Regions from separate parts of the Sus scrofa genome. Here region 2 is linked to region 1. Evidence: chromatin contacts called from public Hi-C data. All regions are on one chromosome and are shown on one strand. Each heading gives the region's core, a stretch centred on a gene start, on an enhancer-like site or on the middle of the called end of the contact. The rest is flanking DNA. Distances are from core to core; before and after follow the strand shown.

The links. Hi-C and Micro-C count contacts between places; a contact is called where the count stands out from the background.
Region 2: a contact with region 1 is called in a Hi-C map of skeletal muscle, with 5 times the contacts expected there. The contact joins two enhancer-like sites. A contact is called at or near these places in 1 of 5 promoter capture datasets (liver), 5 of 47 Hi-C or Micro-C datasets (liver and skeletal muscle) and 1 of 2 datasets of contacts at active chromatin or transcription factors (skeletal muscle).

Annotation. Positions count from the first base shown.
Region 1 is chr14:79,965,029-79,971,547 of Sscrofa11.1, reverse strand. The region is part of intron 1 of KCNMA1 (potassium calcium-activated channel subfamily M alpha 1); the gene reads left to right. Among named protein-coding and RNA genes, the nearest start is that of KCNMA1, 140 kb to the left of the region's middle. Within about 2 kb of position 3,962, at least 8 of the 83 cell types and tissues checked have an H3K27ac peak or open chromatin away from gene starts, as enhancers often do. A contact at or near this core is called in skeletal muscle, where this site is marked.
Region 2 is chr14:80,072,171-80,079,174 of Sscrofa11.1, reverse strand. All of the region lies in intron 1 of KCNMA1 (potassium calcium-activated channel subfamily M alpha 1), which reads left to right. Among named protein-coding and RNA genes, the nearest start is that of KCNMA1, 30 kb to the left of the region's middle. Within about 2 kb of position 5,059, at least 5 of the 83 cell types and tissues checked have an H3K27ac peak or open chromatin away from gene starts, as enhancers often do. A contact at or near this core is called in skeletal muscle, where this site is marked.

The DNA.
Region 1 (6,519 bases), core at 2,713-5,212:
TGGCTTCTGCCTGCCACTGCTCCCTCCCCTCTGGATGGTAGTGCCTGTGTGCTACTTGAAGGCAGGGTCCTGGGACATGCCTGAGGCTCCCCTCTGTGTTGGCTTTCTTTCCACTACAGAGACCAGCACAGGGGTCTGGGGCTGCCTCTGCCCAGCTCTGTAGATGTACCAGGGAGAGAAAGATGGAGGCTGGGAGGCAGGGGTGGGGGGCAGTGTGGGTGGGGGAAGGAGGCCCAGAAATGACAAGCTCAGTGAGTCACTGAGCATCTGCTCCAGCTGGAGAGAGTCAGGGAGGGGTTTCTGTCAGTGCCTCACGCAGCAGGCGAGGGACCAACCATGAGATGGCATCGACTTAGTGTCAGGGGGTGGCTCATCCTCCCAGGATGTAGGCTCGGAGGAGAAGGGTACAGAAGGTTCACTGAACTGGGAGGCAGAGGAGCAGCAGGGTTCAAGAGGAGGGGGGCTGTGTATCCCTGAATGAGAGTGAGGGTGATCAATGAGTGATCACATTGCAGGCACCATGAGTGCTTTACAGAAATGACCTCATCCCATCCTCATAGCCATCCCAAGAGGGAGGCGGTCTTATTCTTCTCAGTTGGTGGATGATGAATCTGAGGCACAGAGAGGTTAAGCATCTTGTCAGAAGTCACCCAGCAAAAATTAAATGGGGCTGGATGTTCCTGGCCCTGGGAACCTATGGGCTTCATCACTGCATCTGTGAATCAGCTTTAAGCTTGTATCGGAACCACCTAGAGGTCTAGGTCCCATCCTCTAGTTTCTGATTCTGATTGGTTCTGGGATGAAACCAATAATGGGATTTCTATTAAGTTCCCAGGTGATGCTCATGCAGTGGGCCAGGGGCCACACTTTGAGAACCCCACTTTATACTCACCTTTCCCATCCCAGTCTCCTTGCTGGTGAAACTAGAGGGTTGGAGTCTCCTGTGGTGAATGCCATCCTCCAATCATTCATAATTATGTTTAGTTTTGGCCAATTTAATTTTTGACAGAGCAATAGCAGTTTGATCAACTCGCCTATTGCTACTGTGTTTCTGTCACTTGTCTTTTATTTTTGACATTTTGCTGTTACATGTTTTGATGCTTTCTTACTCAGTGCATGAAGTCCTTGACTTCTAACCATTCACTGTGGATTATACTCTTTCTCAATATAAAACCCTTTGCATTGTCTAATAACTTTTTTTCTTGAAAATGTCCTTATTGGGATAGCAATGCCTCCAATGTGGCATCATTTCTTTTACCTGATTTTTGCTAACATATTTTGGTCCATGGTTAGAATTTCACCCTTATTTTATCACTTTGTTTAGGGTATATTTCTTTTAAAAGTATATAATTCTATTTATTCACTATTACACTGCATGTTTTACAGTATATAGTATATATGTGTTGTGTGTTTTTAAGAGTATAGCTGATTTACAGTGTTGTGTCAATTTCTGCTGTATAACATAGTGACCCAGTCATATATACACACATACACACACATGTATACACACGTATATATATACACACACACATTCTTTTTCTCATATTATCATCTATCATATTCTATCTTATAACATGGATGTGTAGATTGGATATAGTTCCCTGTGCTATACAATAGGATATCATTGCTTATCCATTCTAAGTGTCATAGTTTGCATCTACCAACCTCAGTTGACTATATCTTGGCCTTCTTGCTTTCTTTTCTTTTCAATGGCGAAATATGTGGCATATGGAATTTCCCAGGGCAAGGACTGAATCCAAGCTTTGGCTGCAGCAACACCGGATCCTTTAACCCACTGTGCTAGGCTGGAGATTGAACCCACACCTCCTCAGTGATTTGAGCCACTGCAGTTGTGTTCTTAACCCACCGTGCCACAGCGGGAACTCCAACTTCTGTTTTGCTTTTATGTTTCTTTGCAGACACCTTTGTCTTGCTAAAGTGAACGATTTAAATTTTTGTGTTATATACTCTTTTCAATGACTTGCAATGTTAGCTCTACCCTTGTTTCTCAGATACTTAAAATTATTCTTCAGCCATATTTTGCTAATGATTAATGTTCAGAATGAAACAGCATCTCTTGACTCCCTACCATGTAAGGTAAATAACAGTGAGATTTTATCCCCCACCCCATAATGTTACCTTTGTGCTTTTATTCTGTAGTCTGATATTTTAAATCTCTATTATTATTACATCTTTTTTACATTGTTATCTTCTCTTTAAAGAAGTCTTATTTTTAACTTTCATTTTGGTTGTGATACATCACAGTTATAACAATTATTTAGACCTAATGGATTTGAGTGTTTGTTGCCAGATCTTTATTATCATGGGCATCCCCTACATTGCATTCCTAATTTCTTTTATTTTTTTCTTTTTTTTGTCTTTTTAGGGCCGTACCTGCTGCATACGGAGGTTCCTAGGCTAGGGGTCCAATCAGAGCTATAGCCGCCTGCCTAAGCCACAGCCACAGCCACACAGGATCCAAGCCGTGTCTGTGGCCTATACCACAGCTCATGGCAACGCGGGATCCTTAACCCACTGAGCAAGGCCAGGGATTGTACTCGCATCCACATGGATTCTAGTCGAGTTTGTTAACTGCTGAGCCATAATAGGAACTCCCAAATTCCTTACTTGGATTAACATGTTTGTCATAAATATGAAAAGGTTAACACCTATAGAGCTTTCCTGAAAACTTTATTCCGATTCATTATACTTTGTTTCGTCCAGTATGAGTGACAGCTTGGCCCTGCTGTTGAGTTTTGCAGAAGTCAGATAGATACCCTCCTTGGTTTTCTTCCATTTGTAGACAATCTGCTGTCTTCTGTTTTCATGTCTTCATTATGAAATAAATATATACGTAGTTATCAGTGAGCATTTTTACCTTCAGACCTGGGTCTACCTTTACTATTAGAAAGTTGTTTTTGTGTGTGTGTGTTTTCATAGTTTGCAATTCAGTTCATTCCGAATTGGCTGCCTGTCTTCTATATCTGTCATCTTTTTGTATTACCTGCTGTCTTAGACTTCATAGTATTTCTGCTCACATCTTTCTTCTTTTTCATTTTGGCAGTGCTTTTTAAATGTGTCCTGCACAACACATCTTGTTTCAGAGATAAGTTCTCTTGATTTCTATTATAGACATAGAATAGATGGATACTTGATGCTTCCATTATCATGGGAGCCCTCATGTACTGAGAACTGTGCTCTAGGCTCCATGCTAAGCATGTGCATGCTTTACTCCATATAATCCTTAGAGCGAGTCTGGGAGGCATGTGCTTGGGTGTCCTCACTCACTGTATAGAGTGGGGAAACAGGTGCTCAGAGAGGTTGAACTCTGCCCAGCCTCCCACGGTAGGGAGTGCTGGGGCCAGGATGTAGGGTCATTCAGTTTCACAGCAGTGTCCATGCTCTTGGCCATGCTGATAGGGTGCCTTCTGGACAGTGACTCTTTTCCAGATCTCTTTGTCTTCATTTTGAGTGATACATTCTCTGCTTTTTGTGTTGAACGCTTTCACAGGTCTGGTGGGAGTTTTTGGTGGTGTTCAGCCATGAATGTGGACAGTGTTTGCCTATAAGGAGAGAGGACCAGTTCCCCTGGGTCCCTTTTACTGTCCACCTCACTGCTGATAGAAATGCTTTTCTTGGCTTTTCTACCAGGGCACTGACGTCTCACGTGATCCAGTGGATTGTAAGGCCGAGCGAATGAGCTTGATCTGTGAGTTGTTCCAGAAGGGAAACTTAATCCCTGTGATATTTCTTCCCCAAGTTTGGTGAGCCCATTGCACCATGAGCCAAATGTTTGCATCTGGCTCTCTGTTTGACCTGGCCACCGTGCCAGGTACAAACTGTGCTTGGACTTGTGCTCCTTCCTGGAGCTGCCACCTGCCATGTCAGGGACAAGCCCCTGCCCCCAGCCAGTTCTCCTCTTGGTGTACCTGCCATGTGATTCCTGGGGCTTCCCAGGGCTGTGCTGACACACGCCACCGAGGCTCCTCCATTGACGAGAGGGACCTGGTGTGTGTGGCTTCTCTGCCCTGCTCCTGGCTTACCTTCCCTTGGCAGCTCTGCTGTGTGGGTGTTTGGCGGCCCCCACCTCTGCCTCCGCAGCCGGGCCGCCCCAGGGGCCAACTGCCTTCTCTCTTTGCTCATCATTCTTTTCCTTCTGAGATTCTTTGCGCCTTCTGGCACAGTGATGGCCCCTATTCCAAGCAAGTATCCTGAGCTCTGTAAGTTCCCCAGGCTTGCTGTACTCATTTGGTTATGTCAACAGGAATCTGGACAGGAGAGCATGGCAAGCCTGTGCCAAGTTACCATGGTGACTCGTAAATGGACAGTTCCCTCTGAGGCCAGTTGAAGGGCCTTTCTTTATATCCACTGCCCTTGTTCCTGAGTGTGGGAGTGGGTGCGGGGCACCACTGCCTCCTGACTTGTCATCTCCTTACCTTCTACTTGTGTCTTTCACTTTCTCCCATTTTCCCCACCTCAGATCTTAAGTGTTAGCAGGACTGGGGGCCTCTGGATTTGACAATGAATTGGATGAGCCCATTGCAGCCTCAGCTCCTGTGACTCAGTGGCAGCATTGGTCCCAGTGGGCGAAGTCTAGCAAAACTAAACTTTCTTTTAGATCAGGAGACTTTATGATAAAGGGGTAGGTCCTCTGCCAGCTCTCCTTACACATCACAGGCTCTCAATCTAGGAACTCGGGGTAGAGAAGCCTGACTGGGGGTTTCTAGAACCCAGAGGTAGATGCTCTCATGCAGGGTTGATTCATTGTCAGGAAGCGAGAGCAGCAGTGTCGGGAGTGGACTGCGTGTGTGCTCACTCTCACAGGGCGTGAACTTGGTGTACCATTTCCAAATCTGGATCTGGTGCTCGGAACACTCACATCCTTGAGGTGTGGTTGATTGACAGTTGTTTCTACTGAGGTACCTGATACTCCAGAGGCATCAAATGTGATATGCAGACAGCCTCCCAGGCTAAGAAAGGCGGCTCTTTCCCCACTGGACGTTGATTATTCATAAATGACAGTCGATGATAAAGTACTGGCTGTTTCAGAAAATTCATTAAGCAAACAGGGCAGGGTTTTTCTAAGAAACACTAGGACAGAAAACTGAGAGGGGACATGTTCAGGTCAGTGGTTACCTCCTCAGGCAGGTTTGAGGTTTGTTCTCTGAGATGAGGCTTGTACTTGCTGGTGAGAGAGAGACAGTGGAATGTGGGAGAGGCTGAGTTTCAGGGACACAGGTACCCATGGAACACCAGGTAAAGACAGTCACTAGCTGGAAGGAGTGGGGAAAATACGTCCATGGGGGGTGTGGTGGGTGCCACCAGCCTCCTGTTGTGCCCTCTTTTGGGAAACTGACTTAAATTTTTGAATGTCTCGTAGCTTCCCTACAAAATGGGGGGGTGTTCATAGCTCCCTCAAAGGGCTGTTGTGAAACAAGTGAGCCTATAGGTATGCTGTTCTCTGGGTGCCGGATGGTCTGGCAGGGTGCTCAGAATCTCTCTCCCATCAAGAGTGCTTTTTCTAGAACGTTCTTTGTAACAGTCATGAGGTGTTTGTTTTTTTTTTTTTTTTTTTTGGCTGTACCCATGATGTGATGATGTGTGGAAGTTTGGAGCCAGGATGGAACCCAAGCCATAGCAATGATAACAATGTATCCTTAACCACTAGGCTACCAGGGAACTCCCTGTGCTCTTTTATCTGAAAGGCTGAAAGGCCTGTCCTAGATGAGGGTTTTTTTTTTTTTTTTTTTTTTTTTTTAAATTTAGGGCTGCAGCCATGGCATATGGAAGTTCCCAGGCTAGGGGTCCAATCAGAGCTGTAGCTTCTGGCCTATGCCACAGCCCTAGCAATGTGGGATCTGAGTCACGTCTGTGACCTACACCACAGCTCACGGCAACACTGGATCCTTAACCCATTGAGCAAGGCCAGGTATAGAACCCGGCTCCTCATGGATACTAACCAGTTGGATTTGTTACTGCTGAGCTATGACAGGAACTCCCTAGGTGAGTGTTTTGATTAGAAGGGCAACAGATAGATGGGATTTTGCCATCGGTAAGCTGGTAGGGAAGGGTCTGGAGTCCAGGGACAGAACTGAGGGCCAGCCAGTCTGTGGTTCAAGGATGACTTAGGGACCCCTGGCTGGGGAAGAGGAGGTGGGCCAGACTCATCAAGGCTACCTCGTAAGAGACGCTGTGCCATCCAAGGCTGTCTAGACCCAGTGGGCCTTCTTCCAAGGCCTCTAAGAGGGGCTCTACTTTAACAGACTGAGCTTGCTGAGAATCTCTGGTGGATGGTCTCAGCCAGACTTGGAGCCAGCAAGCTTCCCAGGGAGGCAGAAGTCCAGAGACTGGCAGCCTTCTGGGAGCAGCCCAGGAGCCAGTGCTCTGCTTCCTCCTTGGGGAGACAAGATGTCTGTTTCTGGCCTGAGGTCTCTTCCCATTGGGGCTGTTTCCTTCCTTTGCCTGCCCCTTGGGCTGGAGCCAGCACACAGCTATATGTGTCCACATGCACCAGCCTCC
Region 2 (7,004 bases), core at 3,810-6,309, 110 kb before region 1:
GTTGTGCAACCATCACTACCATCTAATTCCAGAACATGTTCATCACTCTGAAAGGAAGCCTCGTACCCATTAGGCAGTCAGTCCCCATTCCGCCTCCTCCCAGCCTCTGGCTCATCTACTTTCTGTCTCTGTGGATGGGCCTAATCTGGACTTTCATAGAAATGGAATCATATAATACGTGGCCTTTTGGGTCTGGCTTCTTTCACTTAACCACTGAGCTGGGGTTGTTTGTTTGTTTTTTAATTTTATTGGAGTATAGTTGACTTAGAATGTTGTGTTAGTTGCAGGTATATAGCAGAGTGAACCAGTGAATGAGTATCTATATCTATATCTGTATCTATATTTGTGTCTCTCCACACACACATGTGTATACACATATGCAGATATATGTATGTCCATTCTTTTTCAGATTCTTTCCTCATATAGGCTATCACAGCGTATGGAATAGATCTCCCTGTGTTATACAGTAGGTCCCTGCTACTTGATATCGGTTTTGTATATCTTAGTGTGTATATGCCAGTCCCAACCTCCCCGTTTATCCCTCCCCGCAACGTTTAGCCAGTGAGCTCTTTTCAACTGGGATCTGTTGGCCTTGACCTCAAGATTCCCCATTCCCCTCCTACTCATCATGAAATGGACAGTGCTGCTGGCCATCTGGGGGGGAAAGAGATTCTATGCTAGTGAGAGAGAGGGGCTCCACCGATGCGTTCTGTATTTACTTTTTTGGGGAGCCACCGCCGGGGTCTGTGAGAACAGGGGTCTCTGTTCCCCAGTGTCTTCCAGATGTACACAGTGTGGGGTCGTTTTGCATTCTCCAGCTCCCCCGTGTACCAGGCACTGTTTGAAGCCCTGGCAGAATGGGAAGGAAAAGGGCTGGGGTGGAGGTAGGGAATGGGGTAGATCATCAACAAGCAATACGTGAGTAATTTCCATTTGCACAGTGGAGAAAATGGATGAGATAGAGGGTGCTTGAGGGGCCCCCCTTGGTGGGTGACCCGAAAAGGCCTTCTGAGGAGGTGACATTGAGCTGAGACCTGCTTGAGGAGAGAGGTGGCTGGGCAGAATGGGGGGCCGACATGCTCCAGGCTGAGGAGCGGCCAGTGTGGGGCCTGAGGCTGGGGACTGGGTGGCGTCCGCTGATGGGAGGTGATGGTGACTGTCACCTTCCTTCTGCTTTTCCCAAGTGGTTCCTCCCTCACCTGGACCTTCTTTCACCTGCATCCTGTGCTCTGAAGGCTTTGACCACTGCCTGAAGGGTGTGATGAGATTCCTCTGTTTGGAGTCTGTCTGGGGCTTTATCTCCTTCTGTGACCTGAAACTCGATTTCCTTGTGTTTCTGATGCAGGCCTGAGGATGCCATTTGGTGTGGCTCTAAAAAGACACAAAGAAAAATTTATTATTTAAGCTCTTTCTCTTTGAATGTGTTGTCAGCCAAATTCCAGGGACCGTTGGGCTCGTCTAGATGACACCCCATGTCACTTGCCCCTGGGAGCTCCGTAGGCGGGTCTTAAGTCTGCTTGGTGGGTGGGTGCCGATGGAGAGGAAGATGAGGTTCCGACCTTCAGCCCATCTGTCTGGTCGAGAGGAAAGACCTCAACATAGCGTAGAATCCACAGCATAGCAGCCCTGGAGTGGCTTGTGCTGGCAGAGATGAGAGAGAAAGCGGTTCTGGGCAGCCGGCACCCAGAATGCACCTACCTCGGGTGGGGGTGGATTCAGGAGTGAACAGACATCCACCATCCCTCAGTCAGGCCCTGATGGAACAGATAATATCCCTGTTGCACACACTCATGTGCACACGCATACACGGATGTCTAGGGTGGGATGAAGGACCGTGGAGTATGGCTGGGGTCCATCCTCATCTGCTGCAGGGCTCCAGGGCTGCTTCTCTGCAGAAGTGAGTCCTAAGAAGAGGGGGTGTTGCCCCAGCTAGGTGGGCAAAGAACATGCAGAGGGAGGGGCGCCTTTGACGTCTCCAAGGTCCCAGTGATGCTTGATGGAGGGAGTGGGCTGGAAGCTGCGAGGATGGGGAGGGCTTAGGGAGGCAGATGGCAGCACATTCCAGGGCCTAGGGACCCAGGAGAGGGGATGGAGGAGCAGTGAGGACAACCAGAAGCTCTAGGAGTGGAATGCAAGGATGGGTCTCTCTTGCTCAACCTCTTGTGGCTAACACGGTGCTGAGCCTGGAGAAGGCGCCTTCACTCAGGTGGACCGAGTGTGTGTGATTAGTTTCCTGTCACTGCTGTGACAAACTACCATCACCGTGAATTATTCTCATGCAGTTCTGAGGATCAGAAGTCTAATTGGTTTCTCTGGGCTGCAATCAAAGCATCTGCAGGGCTGGTTCCTCCTGGAGGCTCCAGGGTGGTGGTGGTAGTGGTGGGTGGTGGCAGCGGCAGTGGTGGGGAGAATCCTTCCTTTGCCTTTTGCAGCTGCCGGCAGCCACCTGTGGTCCTTGTCCTGTGGCCTCAGCTCCCAAGTGCATCACTTCGGTCTCTCTCCACCGTCACAGCTCGCATGCTCTCTACTATAGTCAGCTCGCCCTCTGCCTCCCTCTTATCGGGACCCTTGGGAGCACATTTAGGGATAATCCCGGGTACTCTCCCCATCCCAGCTGCCTTTGCTTTGTCACATGGCAGAGCCCCCTTTGCCATGTAAGAAACTTTGCAGATTCTGGGGATTAGGACGTGGACATGGCGGGGAGGGGGGGTCATGCCAACCACAGCATGATGTAAAGGAACAATGTTTTAAGGGGGAGGGGAGTCTAGGAAGTGCATGCAGCAGGGGAACAGCACCTTGAAGACAGAGGTAAGAGGAGCAGCCCTCCCCTCTGCAGCAGCATGGTCTTTCTCTCCCGTAGCTGCCCCTCCTCTCCCCCTTCTCACTGCTGAGGGAGACCAGGTCGCTTCCTCAACCTTGGAAGCATCCTGCTCACACCCTTTCCTGATATATTCAGCTCCTCCCCTAACCCACAGCTCTTCCCATCATGTTTACCTTTCTAACTGATAAATCCCTGTAAATATTTGCTGAAAGTTTGCCCAAAGATCCTGCCCTGGAGGCATCCCAAGTCCAGGGTCATGTGCGCTGTTAGGTCAGGTGAGTCACACTCCAAGCTGGCCAGGGTGATTTATTAGAGACAAACAGTCATGAGGAGGGAGAAGGGAGCAAGGCCACTGCCATCCGTGCCTGCAGGCGGGGGCGAGCGTCTTTGGGAAAGTCAGCTTTCCCAAAGTTCTCGTAGGGTCTTTGTAGGGTCAAGGTGTCCAAGATGGCACTGGGACCACCAGGATGGCTCTTAGCAAGAGTTGCTTGGCTGAACTTGGTAAATCCAGATGGCTCTGCCTGCTTCAGGAAGGGAAAGCTCCAGGTCACCAAGCGGGGCCCAGTGATGGAGTGGTAGGACCCAGATAGGACTTAGGGAGAAGGGAACTGCCAGTTGCAAACTTGTCTTTCTTTTTTTTTTTTTTTTTTTTTTTTTTTTTTTGTCTTTTTGCTGTTTCTTTGGGCCGCTCCCATGGCATGTGGAGGTTCCCAGGCTAGGGGTCCAATCGGAGCTGTAGCCACTGGCCTACACCACAGCCACAGCAACGCAGAATCCGAGTCGCGTCTGCAACCTACACCACAGCTCTTGGCAACGCCGGATCATTAACCCACTGAGCAAGGGCAGGGACCGAACCAGCAACCTCATGGTTCCTAGTCGGATTCGTTAACCACTGCGCCACGACGGGAACTCCACAAACTTGTCTTTCTTGACGCTAAGGAGCGGAAGCCGTGTCAAGGACCTTTGGGGTCTGGGTGTTTCTCTGGAGGAGGCTCTGGTATCTGACTGTCCTATTCTCTTTCCTGACTGTGGGAGTGGGACATGGGGCAGGCTGGGTGACCCTAAACTTAGAGTCAGCCTGGCTCTTTTTTAAGCAGTTTCAGCTGCAAAGGGATGAAGGCAGAGGGGCTGGGGAGGCCAGGGGGTCTGGCGAAGGGTGGAAGGTGGGTTGTGAGGAGGAGACCCAGGCTGCAACCAGTACAGTGCGGCCAGAAGATGGTTCAAGTGGACACATCTGTGGCTGTGTCCCCAGAGGTGGGGTGGGGTTGCAGGGAGCATGGATTCAGCCCTGACTCTACCACTTACAGCTGCATGACCTCGGACAAGCTGCATACCCATCCGTCTCAGTTCTCTGTAAAATGGGCCTCTCCCTCCTAGTGTGCGCCCCTGCAGTGAGCTAATATGGGTTAAATGAGAGACATTTAAGAAGCACCCTAAGTACAAGCTGTTTTTGTTAACATTGCCACGTATTGGCGGTCCCAGGGCCCTGTGGAGCCTGGCGTGGGATGCGAAAGTGGAGCGGTATAGAGTTCCCATTGTGGCTCAGTGGGTTAAGAACTGGACATGGTGCCAGTGAGGATACGGGTTTGATCCCTGGCCTCCTCAGTGTGGGTTAAGGATCTGTAGGTTGCGGATATAGCTTGGATCCCACATTGCCATGGCAACTTCAACTCTGATTCGACCTCTAGCCTGGGAACTTCCAGATGCTGCAAGTACAGCACCAAAAAGCAAGCAAGCAAGCCAGCAAAGGGTGTGGGAGTTGGTGCCCAGCTCCTTCCCCAGCCATGACAGTGTGGGGGAGCTGCCTGGGGCTCCCTCTCCTGAGACAATGCTGGGGACTCTTCCAGCAAAATCCACATGTTGCCCCAGAAGCCTTATGTGTGCCACTTAGCAGAGGGCTGCCAGGCAGCTGGACCCTGTCACTGGGCCTCTCCAGGGGCATTCAAGGAAGAAGGAAGTGGGCAAAGCCTATTTGGAGACAGACAGGTCTGGCTCGAAGCCCATTGCAGTCTCTTCCTAGATGTGTAACTTCCCAGGGCCTCGGTTTTCCCATCTGGAAAGTAGGAATCCCGCCCAACTTGCTGGGGCGCTTTTAGGCTTAGGAGAGCTGAGGCTGCCATTCATGGAGTTCTTCCCGGCTGTGGCAGGTGCCAGCTCTTTGCTGCGTTTTCTGCTTGACCTTCCAGGAAGGCCTCCGGTGCAGCCCTGGTAGCTAGTGAGCACTCGGCGAAGAGCTTCTCCTTCCAGGTGGCCTCAGAGGACCTTGCAGTCCCATGTCCCCGGGCTGTGGCTGGGTGGGGTCCTGGTGAGGGAACATCCCTCTGCGGCTTCTTTGCTCCAGACGCTGGGGTAGCTGCTGTTAGAACTGCCTGTTTTTTATGGCTCTTCCCTTGTGCTCAGCCTCCAGGCTGTTTTATGGGTCACTGTGTTCTTGGAGCCACACCTTGGATGGGGCCAGGCCTCTGGGATGTTCCAGAGTCTCTATGGGCCACAGTGATACTTGGTGGCCACCCTGAGTGCCTGAGAAAGGAAGGGGCTGGGGAAGGACCAAGGCAGTCAAGCCAGGACCTAGGGTTTCCAGTGACCCTGAGCCCCTCAGAAAAAAGCATTGGGTTTCCAGGTGCCCACCTCTATTGAGAGCTGTCTGTGAATCTTTAGGAAGGGCGTGGCAGCCCACTTTCTTTGCTCCTACATCCAGTAATCTCAAAGGATTGGAAAAGGAGAATTTGATACCTTTTACAAACTAATAAATGCCATGCCTGCCAATTGTTTTTTTGAAGAGGCTAATTTTATTTTCAGTTTCTATTTCTCTGTTCCTCACTGTCTTTGATAAGAAAGGCTGTGTGTGTGTGTGTGTGTGTGTGTGTGTGTGTGTGTGTGTATCCACTAGGTTTTTTACAGGAGGCCGTTTGGAGGAGGTGGTTGAAGGCATGGGCTTAGGGTCAGACAAAAATCTTGGTTTGAATCCTGTCCCCCCACTCAGCTGTTTTGACGGTCACGTGGCCTAAATTAAACTGTGAGTGTTCACTTCCCAGGGGCCAGGGAGAGCCAGCATCCTGCCACGTAGCAGGGCAGCCCTGACAAACACTTCCTTAAGAGACATTGTTAGTGGGTCCCCATAACATCTGGCATTTATGGCACACTTTTATGTGTCAGGTGCTTTTGTAAGGGCTTCAGGTTAACCCTGTGAGGTAGGAAGCATTTTTATCCTCCTTTTGGAGATGAAGAGCTGAGGTTCAGTGACTCGTCCAAGGTCACAGCGCTGGGAAGTGGTAGAGGTGAGACTGGAAGCCAGGCAGTCTGATGCAAGTTTTATGCTCACAGTCAGCAAGCTGTGTTGCTCTGAGGCGGTGCAGAAGATCACAGCTCTGCAGCCCCTGCGGTGGGGGGTCTGTGGAAGGGGCAAGAGGTGGCACTTCCTGCTTTTCGACCGGAGCAGGTGGGTATGATGCTGTCCCAGCTGTTCTCCCCCCACCCACTTTTCTTTTTTCTTTTTTGCCACATCTGTGGCATGCAGAAGTTCCCAGGCCAGGTATCAAACCCTTGCCATAGCAATGACCTGAGCCACTGCAGTGACAATACCAGACCCTTAACCCCCTGAGCCACTAGGGAACTCCCCCACTTTTGACTCCTTCTCCTAAACAGTGGCTTGGACCCCGAAGGTTAGGGATGGGGTGTCCAGTCACTGAATGGCTCTGCATCCCCCATTCCTGCTAATGTAGATGCTTAATTGCCTGCATGTTAGGTTCTCAAGCTCTGGACCACATCCTTGCAGGGGGACACCAGAAGGACAGCTGTCCCGGCCTCATGATCAGTGGTAATGTTTTTCTCAGTCCTGGCCGCCCAGCTGCCTGCCTTGTGCTGTGGAAATCCATGCTGAAGTGGTGGAGAAAGGGAGTCCTGGACGATGGGAGGAAGCCCAGGGGAGGCTGGCCCTGCAGGGACTCCTGAGAACTCGGGCAACACCAATACCAGGGCCCGTTGCTTTATTTTTAGCCATATGAGGGGCCCCGAGGGCAACGGGGGGATGTGGGAAGCCTATTTTTTGCTCTGTCTTGCTAATGGAACCTCTAGCGTTTTTATGCCCGATTTGCTGGCTTCTGAAGTCTGTCAGGCCTGCAGCCCCATGCTGTCCTTTTCCTTCGACGCAGCTCAGAGGAACATGGATATTGGCGTCAGCTGT